Linked DNA regions of Oryctolagus cuniculus: region 1 is linked to region 2. The links are chromatin contacts, called in public Hi-C maps. All regions are on one chromosome and are shown on one strand. The core of a region is the stretch at or near the end of the contact, and the rest is flanking DNA. Distances in the headings are between cores, read along the strand shown.

Region 1 (6,162 bases), core at 1,586-4,085, 37 kb before region 2:
TACTGTGGCATATCAGGTAAAGCTGCCACCTGCAGTGCTGGCATCCCATATGGGCACTGGTTCAAGTCCTTGGGCCTCTGCACACGTGTGGGAGACCCAGAAGCTCCTGGCTCTTGACTCCAAATCGGCGCAGCTCTGGCCATTATGGCCATCTGGGGAGTGAACCAGCGGATGGAAGACCTCTCTCTCTCTCTCTAACTCTACCTTTTAAATAAATAAATCTTTAAAAAAGTGATAATTTCTCCATGTATCCATGGTATAGGATAATATGAACGTTTTAACTCAAGAACATAATCCTAGAATACAAATGTATCTGGATTAGAGATTTCTTCAGTCCATTCAGGTTGCTTTAACAGAGTGCCACAGCCTGGCTGGCTTATGAACAGCAGACATTTATTTCTCCCAGCTCTGGAGGCTGTGAGGTCCGGAACTGAGGCGCGGGCAGATCTGGTATCTGGTGAGGGCCCATTTCCTGGCCCACAGCCAGCCATCTTGTCCTCGAGACCTCACACCGCGGTGGGCGGAGGCAGTTCTTCAGTTTCTCTAAGAGTTCTCATCAGCCACCAGAAGCCCCAACTACGAGCAGCTGCACAGGAAGTTTCAGGGAACACAAACATCCAATCTGTCACATTCTGACCCTGGCCCCCCAAATTCATGTCCTTTTCATATGCAGAATACTTTCTTATATCCTAACAGCCCCGAAGTCCTAACTCGTTCCAGCATCACCTCGAAGATCTACTATCCACAGCATCACCTACATATCCTTTAAATTAGACACGGGTGAGACACAGGTGTGAGGCATCCTGAGGCAAACTGCTCTCCAGCTGCGAATCTGTGCTCAAACAACACTGCAGCATGGGCTTGGATGGCCATTTGCATACCAAAAGGGAAAAATGGAAAAGAGGAACGCGGATCCCAAGAAAGTCCAAACTCCAGGGCAAACACCAAGAGATAATAAGGACAAGGAAATAATTCTCTCTAGCCCAGTGCCCTCCCTCCAGACCCATTGGAGTGGTCCTGCCCCTGCAGCTCAGGTTGGGCCCCTGAGACTCCCAGTGGCCCTGCACCTACATGGTGAAAGGAAGCCCATGGAGAGCAAGGTGATGGTGCCTTCTTTTGAAACTGAGGCAGCAACCTTGATCTCTGAATTGCCTCTGGGGTCAAGAGTTGTCATGCTATTGGCCTGGAGTTCAACGTGAAGGACTCCAGGATCCATAGTAAGGAAGGTGTATTTAAGAAGCAGCACAGTGAGCAGTTGATAAAAATGAATGCTGTGACCAGAGCTTTGCAGAAACCTAACCTTGTATTTCCCCTAGGAGCAATGACTCAGCATTTACTACTTCAGTGTTCATTGGGACTTTATAGAACAGTAGCTATTGTGAATAACGAGAAGCAAGTATGTTGAGATGAATAGGGAGGATGTAGTTAAAATGTGCCAGTGATTAACAGACCTGAAAGACAGTTGCCAGGTAAAGTTGGCAAAATTTGAATTCACACTAAACTTAACATCCAAAACCTGTCTATTCCCCACCCCATTCCCCGCCCCACCATCTGATGCTACTTTGTATGTTTTTATTTTAATGGTTTATTGTGTTTTATCATTATTGGAAAAAAGATACATGCTTTCTGGAGAAATTTTGAAAATACAAGTGGGAGAATATGAAGAATATTATAAATAAGATCACAAGACATTTTCTCAGTAAGAATTTGAGTGTGTGTCTGGGCCCTTCTTCTGCTTTGATCAACAGGACAACTCTTGAGTGTGTAAAACTGAACTTATAAAAATACGATACCATCATACATTCTGAGAGGCTGTTTCTTGAAAGAAAAGCCAGGAGGATACATGTTGTAAGTGGGATCCGTGCTGGTCTTACAACGGAAAGACGCAGCCGTTGTTAATAATCTACCGTGGGGACGGGGAAAACTCAGCTGGGCGTGTATCACTCAGAGGCTGGCCCTGGCACGCAAGGTGCCCTGAGAAGCTGGTTACTGCCCCGCGGCACTCTGCCTGCTGTACACTGCATGTTACCCTCTAACTCTGAGATATCCTAAAAAGCTTACACTAAGGAGTAAATCTTAACATGTAGCCTCTTAAGAGGCTTCCTTATTAATTTCCAGAACGTGAGCAGCTCCTGGTAGGCAGTGAAAACCGAGCAGTTCTGTGGCAATCAGGTACAGAATTTTGGTGCTCACATTTGCTTCACTAAGTAGATCTTGCAATAAAAATAGATTCAAAAGGCCATGGAACAGACAGATGCAAAATATCTTTTAGTTGCCAAAACTCAAATTATCATCTTAATTATAGATGGCTCACTTCTTTTTTTAACTTCATACTTGCAAGTGAGAGATGAATCTACTTTACAATCTGTTACACAAGCTAATATTTCTTAGTAGAAAATAAAAATGTATCATCTGATCAAGCATGATTTCTTTAAGCCGAAGCTATTACCATATCCTCTCAATTGTATCTGATGTTAATGTTTATTATCTCTCAAATCCTTTGACATTTCTTCCTCACACCCTAAAGACACAAGTTCACCCTCCAACTTGGTACTGCTGCCACAGCGCTTCCAGCAGGGGCATGTGGTTGGCTGTCTTTTATTTGAATCCCACATGAACCTTGGACCGTGTAAGAATTAGCAAAGATAATCCAATAAATAGTCACTAACAGTCTGACAAACGGAAGACTCTTCAGGGTGGCTTCCGGGGACTTTTGTTGGGCAACTGCGGGCATGCGCGGGAGCCACTTCGCTCCAATGGCGCCCTCCCTTTCCCCGCGTCTGAGGCAACAGGTGCCTCCCGGGTCGCAGCAGGTCGGGTCAGCCCAGGGGCGTCAGGCAACAGGCATGTTTACAGTGTAAACTCTGAGGTGGGGTGAGAGCCAGTCTTCACAGCAGGGAGGACGTAAGTAATAGTCAAAGTGGCAGTTTAAAACAACAACAACAACTGCTCTGCAACCTGAGGGAAAAGAGCCTTGGCGATGTCACAACATCACACTGTGTTAGAAAGAAGCGGGCTGCTCTGTGGGGAGGTGTGGGAGGAAAGACGGGCCTTGCACAGGGCGCAGAGTCAGCACTGCCGATCCTGGTTCCTCTTAAAGCAAGCACATTATGAAAAAGCCAAAGACGGGGTCGGGGGTGGCAGGAGCCACGCAAACACTTTCATAACCCATGGGTCCGACTCAGAAACCTGTTAGGCCCAATTTCAGCCATGCAATTAAAGAATGCAGAGAATAAAAAGTGAATTGAGAAAATCAAGTACTAAACTGGTTGAAGTATTACGTATAAAAGATCACTCAACCTGGAGGAGGATGAGTTTAGCAACAGGCAGAGATCAACTGGAAAGGATGTTTTCATTTGCTGCTGCAAGTGACCTGGAAATAAACATTCCTGATGGCACAGAGACGTCTGGGATCTACCACAACAGCATCAGCTGCAGCCGGACGTTAGTGGCAGAGGGGGTGGGCACCAGCACTGAGCAGTCGGCAGGGGGGCAGGCCGGCCCGCTGGGGATTGCATGGCTCGCGAGCTGTCAGGGCCAGCCGGTCACTTTTCACCAACTGGCTTTGAAAGGGTTTCGATTCGTTTCCACGACCGGCCCAGCAGTGCTGGTGCGGCTGCATGCCATGCGGGGCTGCTGGCCTGGTCCAGCCAACAGCACTTGCCCCAACTCCCTGCCCGGCACTGCGGAGTGCACCTCACACCGGCTCTGGGTGGGCATCATTACTGTCCTCCCTTTACACACGAGGGCGGGTCAGTGAATCGCCCGAGTCCACTTTGCATGCTGAGATGTACTCCCAGGACCGCCAGGCAGCAAAACCTGGCAGCTTTCTCCTCTTCTGTGTCCCTTCCAAAGGCTACACAGCGGTGTGATATAAGATTAAAAAGGAAAATCAAGATAATAAACTGTAAATAACTTGGCTCTTGGGTGAAATTTTTCTTCCTTTTAAAATTCCCGAGTTTCAAAAGGAGAGATAGGTTGGTAGGGAAAATCATATGAGGAGACAGTTCCTAACCCCAAGGATTCTCAAATACTGGAAAGAGGAACTAAACATTTTTAAAAGTGTATTTGTGGGGGCCGGTGCTGTGGTGTAGCAGGTAAAGCCGCTGCTTACAGTTCCGGCATCCTATATGGCTACCAGTTCTAGTCTTGGCTGCTCCACTTCTGATCCAGCTCTCTGTTATAGCCTAGGAAAGCAGTAGAAGATGGCCCAAATGCTTGGGCCCCTGCACTCACATGGGAGACTCAGAAGAAGGAAGAAGCTCCTGCCTCCTGGCTCCAGATTGGTGCAGCTCCGGCCATTGTAGCCATCAGGGGAGCGAACCAACGGATGGAAGACCTCTCTCTCTCTCTCTGCCTCTCTGTAGCTCTGCCTTTCATTCTTTTTTTTTTTTTTTAATATTTATTTATTTATTTATTTGAAAGGCAGAGTTTCACAGAGAGAGAAGGAGAGGCAGAAAGAGAGGTCTTCCATCCTCTGGTTCACTCCCCAAATGACTGCAACAGCCAGAGCTGAGCTGATCCAAAGCCAGGAGCCAGGAGCTTCTTCCAGGTCTCCCATGTGGGTACAGGGGCCCAAGGACTTGGGCCATCTTGTACTGTTTCCCAGACCATAGCAGAGAGCTGGATCGGAAGTGGAGCAGCTGGGACCAGAACCGGCGCCCATATGGGATGCCAGTGCTGCAGGCCATGGCTTTAACCCGCTGCACCACAGCACTGGCCCCAGCTCTACCTTTCAAATAAAATAATTAAATCTTTTTTTAAAAAAAAAGTGCATTTGTTCCCTCAGCAAACAACATACTTTTCATCTGGCTGAAATGATTCAACTATTGTTCTAACTGAATGAACAAAGTCACCTGTGATAGCCTTAATAGCACTAGGGATCTGCTATACACAGGTCAGACAAATCACAAAATATTATCAGCCTATAAGTTACATAGAAGGCAGACGGACCTGCTGGGTGAGCCCCGCCAGCCGGGAACCTGCCTTTCACAGAAAGACAGCAATTCCAGGCTGGCCGCTCCTTCTGGGCCTAATGGTATATGCTGCCAATGTTCTGCTACACACTCCCAGCCCATTTCCCCTACTAACATCTCATTTGAGCACCTTTGTCACAACTAATGAGCCACACCCAGCCTCCCGGCATCTTTTAATCCAAACTCCTTTTATCCCTCCCACCCCTCCTAGCCTCTAGTAATCAACATCCTGTGTTAAGAGTTGTTCTGGGGCCAGCGCTGTGGCGTAAGCGGGTAAAGCCACTGTCTGCAGTGCCAGCATCCCATATGGGAGCCAGTTCAAGTCCTGGCTGCTCCACTTCCGATCCAGCTCTCTGCTGTGGCCTGGGAAAGCAGTAGCAGATGGCCCAAGTCCCTGGGCCCCTGCACCCGCATGGGGGATCCAGAAGAAGCTCCTAGCTCCTGGTTTCAGATCACCTCTGGACACTGTGGCTATTTAGGGAGTGAAACAGCAGATGGAAGTCTTTCTCTCTATCTCTGTCTCTGCCTCTCTGTAACTCTTTATCAAAATAAAACTAAAAAACCTAAAAAAAAAAAAAAAAAAAAAAAAAAAAGATTGAGTCGTTCTAGGGGCCAGTGCTGTGGTGTAGCAGGTAAAGCCACTGCCTGCAGTGTCCATATCCCACACGGGCACTGGTTTGAGTTCTGGCTGCTCTACTTCCAATCTAGCTCCCTGCTAGAACCCACACAGCAGACCTGGATGAAGCTCCTGGCTTTGGCTTGGCCCAGCCTTGGATGTGGGGAGTGAACTAGCAGATGGAAGATTCTCCCTCTCTCTCAAATTCAAAAGTTTTTTTGAACTTTAGTTCCCACATATAAGGGAGAGTATGTGGTATTATCTTTCTGTTTTTGGCTTATTTCACGCAACATGCTGTCCTCTAGTTCTATCCATTTTGCTGTAAATGATGGGATTTCATTCTTTCTTTATAGCTGAATATATATATATATCATATTTTATTTATCCATTCAGCTGATGATGGACATCTTGGTTGATTTCAAATTCTGGCTATTGTGAACAGTGCTGCTATAAACATGGTGGTAAGCATTCTAGTTTTAAGCCAATGTCACTGTGCTGAAGGGCAGAGAGTTGTGGCTGTAGGCCCGGAAGCAGTAGTCATGGAGTGTACCTACTGGGGAAGGGAGATTG
Region 2 (6,288 bases), core at 2,927-5,426:
AGGCTAAAGGCGCTGACCTTCCGCGTGGCAGGGGGCTGTAGAGGACTGGTGATGCAAAGCAGGCTATAGCCTGCCACGGGCACATTCAGTCCCGTCGGCCCGCCGCAGCCCTGCCAGAGCCGGCAAACAAACACGCACATTCTTCTGGAACTGCCACCCCGTACACCGCGGCCTCCCGGCAGCGCCTGTTTATCTAAGGAACCAGTTGCTCTGAGGTTGGGCTGGGAGTCGGGAAGTTATGTGGACAGAAGCAGTTGGTGACAGGAGCGCAGGGAGGAGAGAAAACGGGCAACAGTTCTCAGCTCTGTTAATTGGAAGTTGCCAACGTTTTGAGGAAATTGTCAGAGGGTTTGTACACAGGAAGGAGAAGTAAGGAAATTATGTCAGCCACCACCAAAACTCTGGCCAAGCGCTGCATCTGGGTCTTTAAAGAGTTTCATGGCTGCCCTCAAAGGGGTGCCTACAGGAGAAATGTGTTCAGGCAACTCAACTTAGCAACCAACGTCAATAAAATCTCCCAGGCCTGCTCAGGATCTGTCATGTACACAGGGATACATGTTATGGACACTCTACGCACCCGGAGGAAAGAATCATTAAAAGTGCCACACAAGGGCCTATGCTTTGGTGTAGCAGGTAAAGCCACCGCCTGCAGTGCTGGCATCCCATATGGGCACCAGTTCAAGACCTGGCCACTCCACTTCCCATCCAGCTCTCTGCAATGGCCTGGGAAAGCAGAAGAAGATGGCCCAAGTCCTTGGGAGACTTGGAAGAAGCTCCTGGCTCCTGGCTTCGGATTGGTGCAGCTCTGGCCATTGCGGCCATCTGAGGAGTGATCCAGAGATGGAAGACCTCTCTCCCTCTGCCTTTCAAGTAAATAAATAAATCTTAAAAAAAAAAAAAAAAAAAAAAAAGGTGCAGCACAAGAATTGTTTGGGGTCGAGGACAACAAGACCATCCACTTGTGTAAGAAATGCGTGCTTACAAATCACTCCTAATAAGAAACAAAAGCTAACTTCTTACTGGGTCCTAATGAAACAGTAGACACTGTTCTGCTGAGTTAAGACGTAACCCAGTTTAGATGCACAGTCACTTAACTCCCACAACCACCCTATGAGGGAATAAGCACTCTTGTTTTCTCCATTTTAGGGATGAGGAACAGAGACAGAGAGGACTTAAGTAACTGATCCCAGATCACACAGCTATGAAGTGACACAGTCTGGATTCCAGTGCAGGCTGGCCTCAAAGCCTGCCTGCCCCCTGGGGCTACGTTGCCCTTCCGTGGCATGTCCAGCCCTCAGAGCCAACCTTGGAAGCAGAATTTTGGTAAAGTGTGGCTGTCTTTCTCCTTTGTTTTCTTGTTGCTCCTTCTGCTTTCCATTCTCAGTAACAGCCAACGTTTTTAATTTTCACTTTCTTTCCCATGAGTCTAAGTTATTTATAATACTGCCACTAGAAGGAAAACATGTCCCTCTCCTCCCTCTAAATGCCAAAATAGAGCAGATAAGCATGGCTTCTATGTGAAAACTATATAGCGTCCCCAATAAATGCAACACATTTGAAGTAATTTAAACACACAGATTGAAAAGAGAGGACAATGAAGGGAAACCTCCTGGAGAGAAACAGGGGGTTTTGGGCAAAGAGGGCAATGAATGAAGAAGCCTGAATTGGAGGCTATCAGGGCGCAGGTCCCCTAAAACCATAAACCACAGCCCTATCACGCTTTGGCTTGGCTCAGCTGTCTTGAGATTAGTTAAATGCCGCTATCTTCTCACAAGTCATAGAAACAGGCCCAGGAGATATGCCGAAACCTTCAGCAAACCATCCTCCCTTCCTCCCTTGGCACCCCCAGCTTCTGGCACAGAGGTGGGCGTCTGGAGAGCACTCACAATCAGTGATTATATGAATTATGCCGCTTGCAAAGAACAGCAGTCAGGTATAAGAAATTAACGGAGAACCAAGAACTCTTGATTTTTTCTTAGGGATTCAATCTCGTTACAAAACACAAGAAAAATCAGACTAAGTGTCTTTCCCTTCCCCAGCTGTGCCAAAGCACTTACCACCTTAGACCAAAAAGAAAGAAAAAAAAAAAAGACAAAAAGTTGTTCTGTCATGTGGACACTTTTATTTCAAACTGTTTACTTATTTCAAACTGTTTACCAGGGGCCAGAAAATACCCGACCTCTTCAGCACGGCTCAGGATGATTCACTGGGACTTCTTTAATACACCGGACTGAAAAGCAGAACCAACTCCTCCCGAACACCCCCTGGTTGAGGAAGTGAGCCCCTCCGGAGCGGAGTGACACTGCTCAACCATTTCTATGGTAAAGGCTGTTGATGAAGGCTCTTCCAGATAAACAAGCCGCTAAAAGGCTGTGATCTTTGGAGAAAAGACCCTGGGTGAGCAAAGAATGCAGAAAGGCTTATTTTAAATAAGGTTACTGAAAGAAGACTGACTTCCAAAAAAAAAAAAAGCAACTCACTGGCAACAGTAACTGAATAAAATGAAAAGAAGGGGATGTCTTCACTCATGGACTGTCAATGAATGAGCAGTGTCAGATCTGCTCCAGAGCGGATCTGGCCTCAGAAGGGCCTGGGCCAGCTCTCTCCACATCCTGTTTTGGAATGTACATTTACAAACAATATATCAACTCAAACTAACCAGGGAGAATCTGGTTAAGAAATAAATACATGAGCAGCAGCAAGCCCCAGGTAGGCCAACCAGGGAGAGAAGATGATTCTGGCTATGAAGTAAGAATGTTGTATGCAGCTGGCCCAAGGAAGGGGGCAGGTCTGGACAGAAATTAAAAACCGGAAGCTGTGGAAACGCAGTCTACTCAACCACCTTGTGCTCATCAAACAGGAGGGCCTCTCCGTGCCATCCCACCCCGGCTGCGCTCATCGCCCCCCACCCCGTCTGCACCGCCGGGCTATCTTTAGCCAGTTGAGCACAGTCATCCTGATCCTGGCATACTGGTGTCCCCAGAGCTGAGAACTGTGTCACCGGCGCTCAGCACGGTCCAGGGGAGACCGAGGGCGGCTGACCCGGGAAAGGAATGGGGTTACACAAGAACAGGTGCAGCCACAGGGCGAGTGATGGGTTCCTCACTGTTCCCACGTGCCATTCTCTGTGGACGAGGGAAAGACCAGAGGAAGAACACACGTGTGGGCAGCAACAACTAAATGGTTAACTTCGGAGCCCAACTCCCACCGAAGGCCAGGACGGAGCTACAAAGGTGGAGCTGCCGGTCCCCCACGGACAGAGCCTTTCGATCTCAGTAACTGGCTCCAAGCGTAGCATCCGCAATGTGTTTTCTGAACTGCTGGCGATCTGGCCTCTACAGGAGGCAGACAGCGCGGTCGGCGTTCCAGTACCACGGGACGAGGCCAGCTAGCGCGGGGCAGGAGACACGGCCCAGACGCTGCGTCCTAATGACCGCTCCTTGAACTATCAGAACACGCCTCGAGTCCCCCAAGCCTCGCCGGGGCCTCCACACACCGCCTCGCCGGCCTGCGCTTGCCCAGCCCCGAGGCCGCGCCTCGGCTTCCGCCCGGCCCAGCGCCTCCGCCAGGCGCCGCCGAGCCGGCGGCCGCGATCCTGGCTGCTCGTCCCTGACACACACACACACATACACACACACGGGAAGACGCCGCCGCCCCGGCAGGCTTTGACAACTCACAGAACGCCGTGAGAACCCGAGCCCGCCGCGGCTGTGACGAAACACACAGCCCCGCGGCCCGGGCCGGCTCCTCCCGCCGCGGGCTCGGGCGGCGGCCAGGGGTCGGTCCGCGCTCACCTGGTGCGTGTTGTTGACCAGCTTGGAGACGAAGTCTGGGACCCCGCCGCAGTCCCCGTCTTCGCCCGGAGCGCTGCGGCGCCAACGGCCGCCGCGGGCCAACGGGCCCCCGGCCGCGGCCGCGCGCAGCCCCCAGCTCACACCGAGCGGGCCGGCCCAGCGCGGCAGCGACGCGGCGGGCGGCGGCGGCGCGTCCAGCCGGTCCTGGCCGAGGGTCGCGGGCGGCAGCAGCTGCAGGAGGAGGAGGAGGAGGCCGAGGCCGAGGCCGCGGGGCTGGCGCGAGAGGCCGCCCGCAGCTGCCCGGGGCCGCTCCATCGCCGCCGAGTGCCGACGCCGCTGACACCTGCCGCCCGGCGCGCCCGCCCACCCCCGCCGGCGCCGCGCCACACCCCCGAGCGCGGCGGGGCGCTCCTTGGATACGCGCGGCCCGGCCTCCGCGCCCGCAGGGACGGCCCGCCTGTCCTTCTTCCCCGGCCCACTCCTCATTGGCTCGCGTTGCCTCCGGCTTCGGGGGTCTGGGATTCGGATGCCAACCTGCGGGGCTGATTGGCTGGAACGTGGCGGGGACGGCTGAGGTCACCCCCTCGCCCTGCGGCTCCGGGGCCGGCCTTCCAGAGTTCCTCCAACCTGCCCTCGAAGCCCCTCGCGCCGTGGCGCCCTCGACCCCTCGCAGCTCCTCAGGCGCCTTCACGCTGGAACTTGGGCTACGACGCTCCCGCCCCGAGACTCCCCGAAAGCCCCTCCGGTTGAGTGGCGCCTGGCGATCTTTACCAGCTCCCTGCGCTCCCTCGACTGGGAAGGGGGGCTTCGCCTGGAACCGGTGCTGCAGGTTTTAGCCTCTGCTCGCCCGAGCGCCCATTGTCTGCGCAGGCAGCCGCCCTGAGGCCCGGGAGATGAACGCGCACTGGTGTGGGCCCAGTGCTGCGGAGGCAGATAGACTCCAGGGCTTCCGCCAGTCCTGCGAGCCGGGAGAGGCGGCTTCCTGCACATTCGGCCTGCCTGGCCAGTCTCTTCTATGGGGAGGCAGGCCGAACGAGGAATCGCTATGGCTTTTCCTGGATTCTGGGTATAGCTCCAGGTTTTACGGGCAAGTAAAAGGGGCCAGGAGAACTGCCCGATGCCTGCTTTATACACACATGAGCACTGCACAGATGCATATCAGGGCTTCGTCAGTTCTACCTGGCAGTGACCGCATTGCTCAAGTTTGGTTCCAGTACACGATGTCCCCAAATCAGCACCCCGCCTCCAAGAAATAAAACCCCCACACCGTTCCCTTTACCGAAGATGCTGCGCACAAGACTTCTGGAACAGGCAGTACAGGTAAAGCCAGTTCTGAATCCTTTAATTCTGACTCCATCCCTTCCAAATGCTAGACACTGGTCCACAGACAAGGTGGCAAGCAGAAAGATACAAACTATGGCACTCAGATAAACTGACAAAATGACTTCACCGTAATCTGGCGGAAACTCAGAGGAGGGTATGTTTGCTATGGAGCAAAATGGTGCAGTGCACCCAACCCAGTATTTGCATCAAAGGACTCTCTGGTCATGTTAACTTGTACAAAGATTCACAACCGTCCATCCCTCCCCGCCACACACACACACACACACAACGCCGGTGTGGCAGAAGTGAAGAATGTTTCTGAATGCCACCAGGGCAGTCCTCCAAGTTTTGTTACTGGACTGACAAGGAAAGCTTGTGCTGGTGAATACTTTGTTCCTTTCCGTAACTACTATGTGTCAGACTATTTTTTAAAATACAAATTATTTAAACGATGCCAACTGAGGAGTGGATCACACGACAGTCAGTTCCAGAAGCATGTGATTAGTTGGGGGGAGAGGAGGGCCTATAAAGGAGTATTTCTTTGTTTGGGTGACACAAAGATGAATAGTCTATTGTCTTACTATAAGAAGAGGAAAAACCCAGCTCAACAGTGCCATCTTTCGGGAGAATGAACAAATACACCTTTTAACTATGTTGCAATTATCATTTACCTTTAATTTTCTTTTTAATTTATTTTTAAGGAATACAAATTTCATAAGTACTTTAGGAATATAGTTATTCTTCCCACCATACCTGCCCTCCCACTCCCCCTTCTCCTCCCTCTCCTCTTCCCAGTCCCATTCTCCATTAAGATTCATTTTCAATTAACTATACACAGAAGCCTAACTCTATACTAAGAGTTTAACAATTTGCGCGCGCATGCGAACACACACACACACAAAATGAGAACTAGTTTTACTGTTAACTCTCATAATACAACTCTTGAAGAGAGGTCCTGCATGGGGAGTTAATGCACAGTGACTCCTGTTGTTAATTTAACAATTAACACTCTTTTATGTATGACATCAGTGACCATCTGAGGCTTTTTTTTTTTTAAGATTTATTTTGTTTATTTTAAAGACAGAGTTACAGAGAGGGGGTAGAGACAGAGAGAGAGGTCTTCCATCCACTGGTTTACTCCCCAAATGGCTGCATCAGCCAGAGCTGTGCC

The links. Hi-C and Micro-C count contacts between places; a contact is called where the count stands out from the background.
Region 1: a contact with region 2 is called in a Hi-C map of an unstated tissue, with 1.5 times the contacts expected there. The contact joins the enhancer-like site here to the promoter of SORT1 in region 2. A contact is called at or near these places in 2 of 6 Hi-C or Micro-C datasets (psoas muscle and an unstated tissue).

The regions. Positions count from the first base shown.
Region 1 is chr7:61,074,509-61,080,670 of mOryCun1.1, reverse strand. The region is part of intron 3 of SORT1 (sortilin 1); the gene reads right to left. Among named protein-coding and RNA genes, the nearest start is that of SORT1, 36 kb to the right of the region's middle. Within about 2 kb of position 2,835, at least 1 of the 8 cell types and tissues checked has an H3K27ac peak or open chromatin away from gene starts, as enhancers often do.
Region 2 is chr7:61,039,125-61,045,412 of mOryCun1.1, reverse strand. It overlaps SORT1 (sortilin 1), which reads right to left and starts at 4,176. Exons shown (of 22, transcript XM_051856187.2): 1 at 3,795-4,176. The coding sequence starts at 4,109.